Regions from separate parts of the Lactuca sativa genome. Here region 2 is linked to region 1. The links are chromatin contacts, called in public Hi-C maps. All regions are on one chromosome and are shown on one strand. Each heading gives the region's core, a stretch centred on a gene start, on an enhancer-like site or on the middle of the called end of the contact. The rest is flanking DNA. Distances are from core to core; before and after follow the strand shown. Region 1 holds the start of LOC111880008 (tyrosine-protein phosphatase DSP3). Region 2 holds the start of LOC111892801 (protein METHYLENE BLUE SENSITIVITY 1).

Region 1 (5,848 bases), core at 2,507-5,006:
AAAACTTTGAATTTCCATACCACCTACTAACTCTATAAATAATAAACAATAATGAGAGTTATAGAGATTTTAGAAAACTTTGAAAACTTTGAATTTCCATACCACCTACTAACTCTATAAATAATAAACAATAGGATTCAAGTTCTTTTTACGTCCATGGTGTTGATGTTGAAGCCAGAAAGGCAGACAATACATTTTATAAATATCATTTTTTTTCACCGATGGTTAGAAAGAAATTCTACATCTATAGTATACCTACATAATTCACACCACACTATTATAAAAAATAAATTAAAAAATTAAAAAATAAAAAAGATTAAAAAATAAAATTATTTTTGAGTTTTGATTTAACCTCAAATGATTTGCTACTGGAAATATCTTTTTTATGAGTTTTGCTATAATTTCAAGGAATATCTATTCTATGAGTTTTGCTATAATTTCAAATGATTTTCTTCTTAATTAATATTCCCAAGAGGGGTGACACTTGACAATAAGATGAGACTTGGAGAGGAAAAAAATTGTCAGAGTAACCAACCAACTTGACAAGTCATAAGCATATAACATATAATTATTATGACCATAATATAGAAAAGTTAATTACGATAAGTATCCACAATTTATTCAGGGATAATTAACAAAACATGGATGCACATGTTATCTTAATTTTTCTAGAATACCAAAAATATCGTTCATGGGTCGTGCTTAGCACGGACCTAAGATATACCTAGTATATATATAATAATCACATGTGTGTGTTAAATAATAAATCATTAAGTGTATTAGACATATTATCTTGAAATTCTTGATTTTTTTTCTCTTTTTATGACAATTTTGACCCATTGACCAAGTTTGACCGAGTTGGCTGAGTTTGACCGAATAGGCCCGAGTTTGAGAGATATTGGCCGAGTTTTGACCGAGGTTGACTGATTTTTTACTGAGTTTGACTTAATCCGAGTTTTTTTGTTGAGTTCACAAAACTCGCATCGATGGAGGGCCGATTCCGAGTACTCGGCCGGGTAGGCCGATTTTTACAACATTGTTTATTAAACCCAATTGAAGTTAACTTTTGATCCGAAACCCTGCAACGTTTGTCCGATGCAAGTATGCAACAATGGCTTAAAAATTGTTTTGCTTGCAAAATTACTTTAGAAATAGTTCATGTAAGTATGTATGTATATGGTGGGAGTTACGTACGAATACTAGTAGATCATTATTTGACTTGCTACTCCTTAAAACTATCTTTTAGATCAACATCATAAATAAACAACCGATGATTTTTTTATAAAATATATTATTTTAAAAAGATGCTAAGTAAAAGTAACCGACTTTAACTTTATATTCATAAAATATTATTTACTTTAATTGATTTTCGTAGCATTTTGTAAAGATAATTATACCCGTTTATAACATTGATCTTGAATTTAAGTGATTTTTCAAGAATTTTAGATCTATAATTTAGTTTAAGACTTTTAGATAAGGTTTGTTTTGATTTTTTCGGATACAAGTTAGGAATAAATAAATATTTATGTGAATTACAAAAACCTCAATAACAACATATGAAACATCAATCAATATCAAATTAATAAAATCATTTACCAACAACGTGTTCACCAAGTACCATTTCATATAATGGGTAAACAACGCAATTTCAATTTTAAGATTTACAAAAAATCTACTCTTAAAAACTCATAATTCGTTACTATTTCTTGCAATTTGTCCTTTTAATCTTCCCGAATTACACATATACACATATATTTCCTTTCCCAAAACAAAAAAAGGGACTCGTAAACACCTTCAAGAACACTATAAGAATTCTCTCGATAAAACCAACTAAAAAAACACGTTCATGAAAGTATATATCTTCAAACTAACACTAAAACAAAGTCCTAAAAAGGAATTAACGCACGAATATTAAAACCTAAACCGAACTTATCCGTGCCTTGTGTTGAACATCTTCTTTGTAAAGCAAACGCCTCTTTTTAGACCCGTATCCATGATATTGATATATGATGCTATGAAGACATTGTCTTAGGTATGACACATCATATGCTTCTAAAAATTTTAAATCCGCATCTCGCGATTTTTCACCCGCATAAATCTTGTATTCTTCAAAAATTGAAGATAAGCACCAATTTTGTAGCTTTCGTAGGCACCCAACAAGACACCCCGTTCGATGCTAAAATTGACACATAAATGTAAGAAAAAAAATGTTAGGAAACAAATACATAAATATATAGAAAGAAAATACCACCAATAACAAAAAACTAAGTCAAATGTCACATGACAAGACATACAGACAAAATACTAGATAGATTGGACTGGACAAGCTTTGCAGGGCTATTCTAACAAGACTGACAAAATACTGATAGATGGGACTGGAGTCGAGTCCCATCTAGATCTCACCTATGGATTCTCACCAAGTAGGATGTACTTTTCATTTATTTAGATAGTATAGCAACCTACTTTCAATTATTTTTTTTCTTATTAAAACATTTTATTTCAAGAATCAATATTTTTCTTATTAGGACATTATACTTGATAAAATCAGCTAGATTATAGGATTTTAATTATAGTTTTATAATTAGGTAGATTTTTCAAAATGAAAGTAGAATGCTATAATCAACAAATACAAAAAAGTAAATCACTATTTATTGCTTTTAACCTAGCATAAACTATAAATATGCGTGTATATAGAGAAAGAGAGGATTTATGACATACTTTTCCTCGTTTGCAATGGATCAAAATGGGATGGTTTCTCACGTCTGCAATAAGAACACGAGGATTTAGTAAAAGATGTAGAAAAAAAAGGGGGAATAAATGATAAATCAAACATTCATGGTAAAACGTTAATGTTCTAATGTTCATGAAAATTTACCAATTAAAACTTTGAGGGCTTCCGTGATGATACTCTTGGGAATGTTCGCATCCTGCATGTATAGATCGTTCAAGAAATTAGACAGTGTTACAATCATTCGAATGACAGAAAACATAATGAAGTACAAATTCATGATGATTCGAACTCAAATTCTTAGAATATTGAACCCCTTTTGTTTCGTGAAAACGAATTGCGTATTCGTGTGAAATTCAAACATTCAGAATCATTCACCTTTTATCCCCAAATTTTATTTAATCTATGATTCAAATTCTCTGAAATTTAACACAACTCGCATCAAAATCAAGGGATCCCAATATCCATTGCAGCCTAAGAGAAAGAGAATGTTGGAAGAATAACCTTGGTGCCATCAATTCCAAACTGAAAGAGGCGAATATTGCGGGAATGAAGAAATTCCAAATTCTCTTTAGGGTATGATTCGGTGCACAAATATCTGCAAGAGGGCATCAAATTGATCATCAATGGGATCGATTATTAACAAGAAGAAAAGATAATTGGGGACTCACATGACAGATCGAAGCTGCAATGTATCAAGAAACGGGAAATCACTAGGCTGAGGAAACCCAGATCTATAAATTCGATCTTCGACGGTGGCGAAATTGATCGGAGGATGGTAGGACAGTCCAGCAGCAGGATCATCGCCGTTATTGGCGGCGCCGTCGTCGTCTAGATGTCTATCTTCTGCTTGCTTCATGATCATGAGAGAAAACAATTCAAAATCTTGCTCTAAACAGAAATCGGTGATGAATGCATGTCTTGTGATGTGGGTATTTGTGGGTGTGGGAAAGATTTGAAGGAAGGTGGAAGGAAACTCGAATTGACGTCAGCTGCCCAACTCCCGAAAAGATTTCATCTAGAATCTAAATTTAATTTAATTTTATTTTATCGCTTTTTGTTGAAACATTGAATACTTCGTTCGTTAGGATTCTTTTGACCTTTTATTTAAAATCTACCATATAGAAAACACTTATCATGGGCCTATTCAGCCCATTTTTATAAAGGCTGTGTCCTGTGTGCAACTTTTGGGTATGTTTTTTGACAAATCAAACTTAGGGGGTGATCGTGAATCGTGATCCAGTGGTATCGTGGTTTTTAAGTTCACACGTTACAAAAATATTTTATATAATATAAAAGGGAAAATAATTTGTCTGGTAAGTATTTTTTAGTTTTTTATGTTTAGGAAACTTTTTTTCTTTTTTTTACATATTTCACTATTTATTTTTATAAATTTCTTATAATATTTTTTTGAAAAACTTTTTAAGATTTTTTAAAATTTCTTATATATATATATATATATATATATATATATATATATATATATATATATATATATATATATATATATATATATATATATATATTTTTTTTTTCTATAGGTTTTTTTAATAGACAAAATTGCAAAAATGTCCCTGTGGTATGCATTTTTTTTTTTGAGATTTTAGCCCAAACAGTGACTTTTTTGGTTTCATAGTCCTTTTGGGATAGTTTCCTTGTAAAATTGGTCCCTGATAATCTTGAAAAGACTACTTTGTCCTTTTAATTTGTTTTTTCCATTTACTTAAATATTTTTTTCTTTTATTTAATTATAAATGTTAAATCAAATCAAGAATGAGACCCACCTCTCTCTCTCTCTCTCTCTCTCTCGTAACACACACCAACATTTGTTTTTCTCCCTCACCTGCAAATGCATTCTCTCTATTCGTTCTTAGAAAATCGAAAGTCTGGGGTGTGTGATTGTAATGAATACTCAACACTGTAAAAGAGAGAGAAAAGAAGGGAGAGAGAGAGAGAGAGAGAGAGAGTGCTCAGATCTGTTCGTAACCCGACCCTCATCATCTCTACCTCCACTGGTGTGTTCTTGAGGGTGAAAGAGATGAGAGGTTGCGATCAGTGTACCCACATACAAAAACTCTTTGAGTATTGTCTTCAAAAGTTCAATCGGTACTGCATGAAATCGATGAAAGCGAACGTCTTTCCCCCGCTGTCGAACGTCTTTCCCGCTCCCAATCTTGATCTTGATTGCTCACTTTATCTTCTCAATTAGTAACCACCGCCTACCTTCTTTTTGTCCTAACTGGTGAAACAAATCACAAGCCATCTTCTTCACTACTGTCACATAAGCATTCACAGGAGGTTTATAAAATCAAATTAAACAAAGTATAGCTAAAATAAAGCATAATTTGAACCAGAAGTTGTATGTTGAACAGTTCGCCTTCTATTAGTCCATCGTGAGTTGTAGTTCAAAGGAAAGAGGCAATTTTGCGATTCGTTATCAATTGTCTTCAATCGACGAAATGAAGCACATAACTAAAATTGCGCTGGTGAAGTTGAAGAGACCGAGACGACGAGAGCTTACCAACGACGGCAGCAGGTGGTGGACCGAAGAGTCTCAACAGCAGCAGTGGTGGTTAATGGGTGGAAGGAAGCGGTCCTCCGACGATGATTTGCAAAGGGAGGAAGACGGAGACGATCGTTGTAGTCGATGGTTCAGAAGATGGCGAGAAAGGGTGCTTGGGCTACTGTAATAGACGAGCAACAACCAAGAAAGGAAAAGGGGGTGTTTTGGTGATTTGGTCGACGGAGTGGATAGAAGGAGGGTGAAGACAGTCGGTGACGATGCGCTATTTTCCGGCCACTTCTTGACTGATCTGATAGCGAAATACATGGTAGGGGGTTCGGTGGCCCTTATCGACGAAGCAACAAGGAGGGTGTTTGGATTTAGAGAGAGAGAGAGAGAGAGAGAGAGAGGCAGGTGGGTCCCATTCTTGATTTGATTTAACATTTATAATTAAATAAAAGAAAAAAAATATTTAAGTAAATGGAAAAAACAAATTAAAATGGCAAATTAGTCTTTTCAAGATTATCAGACACCAATTCTACAATGAAAGTAGCCCAAAAGGACTACGAAACCAAAAAAGTCACCGTTTAGACTAAAACTCCAAAAAAATGCATACC
Region 2 (6,149 bases), core at 2,754-5,253, 180 kb before region 1:
ACTTAATTTATTAGATTTAAAATGTTGTTGCATTTAAATCATTATTAATTTAAAGCTACAATCTTTGAACAATTTGAACAAAATGCTTAAATTGTTAATTTAAATATAACATTACAGTGTCAACTTAAATATAAATTTTAGTTCCACTAAAAAAACCAAATAATATTTTGTAAATAGTTAAAAGTGATAAGTTATAGTGATAAATGCAAAAACTAAATTGTAATATCAGTTTAACTAAAATATTTCATAAATATATTTATATAATCGTTAAAAATTTTCAAATAAGTAGCTTAAAATAACTTATAATAACAATAGTTAAAAATAACTCTATATAAATGATTATATTGTTACCTTTAAAATCAAAAAATAATGTTTGATGTTTTAAATAATTATAATGATAGAAATTAAAACATTAAGCAAATAAATTTTAAAAAATTAGTTAAAAATAACAACGATAAATAATATTAAACCATATATAATATTTAATGTGTAACTCGCGAGTAGAAGTCATTCAAACGATTGAGATTATGACGTTATAATAGATTTATATATTATCATATAATTCAAAATAATTAATATACTATATCAAATTAATATACGAATTATTATATCAAATTTAACAACAATGTTAGTGTTATATTTTAAAAAATATATATTTGTAAAGACTTCAACTATATAGGTGTTTCTGTGCATTACAATGTCAACTCAAATATAAATTTCAGTTCCATTTAAAAGAACTAAAGAATATTTTGTAAATAGTTAAAAGTGATAAATTGTAGTGATAAAAACAAAAACTAAATTGTAATCTCAATTTAACTAAAATATTTCTTAAATATATTTTTATAATCGTTAAAAGTATCCAAATAAGTAACTTAAATTAACTTACAATAACAATAGTTAAAAACAACTATATATAAATGATTATATTGTTAGCTTTAAAATAAAAAAAACAATGTTTGATGTTTTAAATAATTATAATGATAAAAATTAAAACATTAAGCAAATAAATTTTAAAAAATTAATTAACAATAAAAACAACTATAAATAACATCAAATCATATATTATATTTAATTTTATTCATGTGAAGTCATTCAAGCGATTGAGATTATGAAGTTATAATAAATGTATATATTATCATATAATTCAAAATAATCAATATATTATATCAATTTAATATATACAAATTATTATATCAAATTTAACAACGACGTTATTGTTATATTTAAAAAATAATATATTTGTAAAAACTTCAACTATATAGGTGTTTCTGTGCAACGCGCGGGCATTCGCCGTGTATATATATATATATATATATATATATATATATATATATATATATATATATATATATATATATATATCAAGGTTGTAAAAAACGCTTGACGTTAACTAGTCAGTGGACTGGGGTTAAGCGATTAATCGACTAGGCGGAGATTAATCGGAGGATTAATCGGGGACCATTAATTGCTAAATTGTTAAATTTTAAAAAATTAAATATGACTAATATCATATCAAAGTTCATAAATACCACTAATATCATGACAAAATAGGTTAATACGATTAATACAACACTAATCATGCCTCAAATAGCTTCCATTGAGATAAAACTTCTTTAAAATGTTAAAATTTCATCGGTTTATATTCTTTCACTCATTATGTATGTAGGGATTAATCGCTAGGCGCCCTCTAATCGGTCGAGTAGCGCCTAGGGATTAATTGGAGATTAATCGGGACCTAGTCGGGATTTTTACAACAATGATATATATATATATATATATATATATATATATATATATATATATATATATATATATATATATATATATATATATATATATATATATATAATCTGAAGGAGCTTATTAACAGTAATTTTCCATGTTTTTGGTTTTGAGCACAAAACTTTACATGTTTTAGGTTTTGGCCACAACAAGTTTGGGAAATTGACAATTTTAATCCTTGAATTGCTTTGTTTTGTAGTTTTGGCCACAATAAGTTTGGGAGGTTGACATTTTTGGTCCTTGGATTGCTACTATCTTAATATTTACATAAGCAATCTCTACTTTAAAATTATATTTACATAAATGGTCCTTATAATTATAGAAATGGTCCATTTATTGATAACAAATTACGGAAACGGTTGCTTTGTGATTTACACTTTTATCACATATCTTTTAAAGTTTTCCGATTTTCACCAAAAACGGCATAGCCGTGCTTTGTTTACTAGTTAAAATAAAAAGTGAATGGATCATAATGCCCTTTAATCTTAAAACCCTTTTGCCTACCCTGATAGATCGGTGGTATTCCCAACAAATCCCCAATTGGATGTGCCATAAATTTCCCCAATCTTTAATGAATCGCAACCTCTTCAAATTAAACTCAAATAAGTTAAGGCTGCCAAATTGGGTTCCAAATATAAGTTGAGGCTGCCAAATTGGGTTCCTAATACGATGATGATAGCTTCTTCCAAATCATAAAAACCCCGACTACGTAAAATTAGAAAGAATTTATGAAATTTAAGAAACAAAACATGAAAATAGATACGTAAAATTAGAAAGAATTTATGAAATTTAAGAGAAAAAACATGAAAATAGATATAGCTTCGTAGCATGTTTTTCTTACTGTATTTTGAGATAAAAACAAACTTCAACTTTACGATAAAAAAGAAAACACAATAAATTTGAAGAAACTAAATAAAGGTATAATAGACTTTCTTACATATATAGCTTTAGATAGTTATGTATACCGTAAGGAAATGAGTTTAGAGCTACTACTAGAAACTTGTATTATGAACATGAACCAACATACATTACCTGCGATATTCAAAATGGTAACAAGCATCGATGTCAAATTCTCAACGAATCTTCAACTAAATAAGAACGAAGAGGATAATGAATCAAAAATTGATAAATTCAATAGAAAATAAAAAGAATGGGAAAAATAGTCAATTGATAAAAAAAAAGATTTAAAATAATTATAAAATATGTTTAAAAGGATAAAAATAAGGATTTGGGCAAATTTGATATTTTAAAATTTTACTAAGGATAAATATGATATTTAAAAAAATGATGGGCAAATATGATATTTTGATGTTTAATAAGAGTATATACGAAATTCTCTCTCATAGTTATTGTATTGGAAATTGTAATTGACGATATAAACTAGCTGTTTTAAAATGGAAAATAAATTTTTTTAGGTAAAACTTTATATGATAAACAAAGTATCGATCTCATATTTTCACAGGTTTTTAACAAATACGGGTGTTTTTGGGATTAAAATGTTTATTAGTTTATTCCGAAATTATTTATTTAAAGTGATTATTAGTTTATTCCAATTTAACACGTAATAAACATTCTTAGGTGTTCGGTTATATTATAACGGTAATAAACTAATCTAAATATTTTTATTTAAAACTTTGTTTAAATGTCGAATCTTCCTGTTCTAGTAAAAGAATATGTTTATTCTTTTTTGGTTATGTGACACCTTATTATGACATATAATTAACGTAATGTCACTTGTCAACCTATTGATTTTTTCTTTTAAAATTTCACAATTTTTACTCTAATTAAATTAAATTAATAACATTATAATAAAAATTAAAATAACATTAATACAAATTATAATATCACGTATTTACTTAAATCAACGATTATAATTTCATAAAATTAAAAATTTATCTTTTAATTAAAAATTTATTTAAAATAATTGATTAATTGTTTTTATTTTCTACCATAAAAATTTAATTAATTTTATAACCATACTTCATACGTATTATAAACTAAAGTAAAACTAAACTAGTAAATTAATAAAGCATTTTTAAATAACATAAAAAGTTTTAAATAAACGATTCCAAACCCCTCGATTTATGTTTTAATATTTTTGTTTTATCAAAAATCAAATCCAATCTTTCTTATAGTTAATTTTATTTCATTAAACATTAACATAAATTTCCATAGTATTCTCAAACGAGGTCACAAATCAGAATCCAACAACTCAAGCTCGATCCTATTTGTTATCACATCCGGAAAAGAAGAGAAAAAGAAAAAAGCTTTGTTATTCTAATTATTTAAAGGCCACCAATTAGGGTTCATCACTTGTTCCCATTTCAATCTATTCTCTTGTGTTTATCCGCTTCCCCTTTTCCTCATTTCCTCTCTTCTATCGTCGTCGATCGAAACCCTAGCGTCCGTGGTAACTAACAAGCAAAAATGACAGGAAAAGCGAAGCCGAAGAAGCATACGGCGAAGGAAATCCAGGCGAAAGTGGACGCGGCCACGACCAACAGAGGCGGCGGCAAGGCCGGAGTTGCTGATCGGACCGGTCAGGAGAAGGGAGGTCACGCTAAGTTCGAATGCCCTCTCTGCAAGATCACTGTACCGGATGTTAAAACGATGCAGATCCACCATGAATCGAAGCACCCTAAGCTTCCGTATGATGAATCAAAGATAACTAACCTCCATGCCGTGCTCGCACCCGTCGCGGATACATCCAAGGGTCGCCCTGGTGTTCGTGGTAGTCTCAAGAAGTGAAGATCTTCATCGATTATCACGGATGAATCGTCAATCTCCTCTGCCGATTCGATTTAGGTTTAATTTCTCAATCTCGTGTTCCTTAAATGGATGATGGTTTCTGTTGGTGTGTTGTTGAAAGCTAAGCTATGCTCTTATACTTATTTATATATTTCGATCCTAAAATCTATTATCTATCCTTTGGATTGCTAATTATTTTTCGTTAGGTAGATAGTTATGATGATCTTGTTTGTTTAATCTCATATCTTCAACATCTTTCTAATAGGAATCATGTGTTCAAAGTTGCGATATTAGATAAAACTTTTGTTCAGAGTTCTTGATTTCTACACCTCTAAATCTTTTCTATGGTATTCGATTTCCCAATTAACAAACGTGAAAGTTGCCATAAACGTAATGATTTTCTTGTTTGTTAGGATCAAAATTAGGAGATTTGATGAACAGGTTGTGAATTGGTTAATTAAGATGAAAGTGAAATTACCCACTCAACTCTTGCTTTAATCGATTGCTTCTCTTTTTCCCTATTTGTTCTTTGTTCACATATTCGCCATTGTCGGCGAAGGGGGTGTCATGGCAGCTCACCTCTTCATTTGTACGGACGCCTTCTAATTTTGTGTTCACTCTTCCTTATGATCAAATTCGGAAAATGTTCACCTCTTATTTTTTCTTAATTTATTTTTACTGTTAAATTAAAACGATATAATTTAAATTAAAAAAATAATAAAAGAAATCTTAATTAACACAAAATTAATAAAAATGAAAATGTTTTTCTTACTTGAAAATAAAAACTACATAATTAAAATTAGAAAACAAAACTAGAACATAGTAATCATCAAAATACATCACACCAAATTTTCTTCCGAATCCTTAAATCCTTGATTTTTAGCTTCTTAATAAACTCGATTTATCTTTAAAGGGCTAAAGCAAAAGGGCCAAGAAAACCCCAGCAACTCAATCAATATCAACAACATGTCGTGACCGGTTAGGCTTGGTTGATTTTGTCAGAAAAGAAAGTAGGTTTCGGGGGTTCATTGATTAGTACACCCCCGGTGCTGGTAAGGTCGGGACCGGACTTAGCACTTAGGAGCTCTTTCCCTGTGTGAAGATCCTTCAAAGAAAAACAAAAATGATCCTAAGTGTTTTGAAGTCCCTCTCGACTTTGGATCTTAGCACCCAAAAAGTCTGTTTGTAGAAACGATCTAGGCTTGTATTCGGAGTTTCCTTGGGGTTGGTAAGGCGAAATGGGGCCACCCTAGCCCATTGAGTGCTCTACCTCGGGTCATCGACATCATACGTTCTACTGAAATAGATTTCGCGGAAAACCAGCTATATCCGATCTTGGTTGGCCTTTCACCCCTAGCCACAAGTCATCACCGTATTTGGCAGCCCCTTTATTTCAAATAGAATACCTATCCTATTAGCTCTGAATAGCTCTGAAGCAGGAAAGATTCTTTGCTTTTCTACACTACATTCTAGACGGAAAGGAGATGGTTGTTGAACATCTTCCTAGGCCCCTTTCATTGTACTCTTCCCTTCTTCTTCCCTTTCTTGTTATAAAACGTGAACTTTGAGCTTTTTGTTCTTGATAATCCATCATTGTTTTTTTTTTTTTCGATAATTTT

The links. Hi-C and Micro-C count contacts between places; a contact is called where the count stands out from the background.
Region 2: a contact with region 1 is called in a Hi-C map of leaf, with 6 times the contacts expected there. The contact joins the promoter of LOC111892801 here to the promoter of LOC111880008 in region 1. A contact is called at or near these places in 3 of 4 Hi-C or Micro-C datasets (leaf and seed).

Annotation. Positions count from the first base shown.
Region 1 is chr2:41,519,606-41,525,453 of Lsat_Salinas_v11, reverse strand. LOC111880008 (tyrosine-protein phosphatase DSP3) reads right to left here and starts at 3,756. Exons shown (of 5, transcript XM_023876426.3): 1 at 3,400-3,756; 2 at 3,233-3,326; 3 at 2,876-2,927; 4 at 2,719-2,762; 5 at 1,674-2,176. The coding sequence starts at 3,593. The coding sequence ends at 1,919.
Region 2 is chr2:41,702,735-41,708,883 of Lsat_Salinas_v11, reverse strand. It overlaps LOC111892801 (protein METHYLENE BLUE SENSITIVITY 1), which reads left to right and starts at 4,003. Exons shown (of 1, transcript XM_023888843.2): 1 at 4,003-4,722. The coding sequence starts at 4,210. The coding sequence ends at 4,530.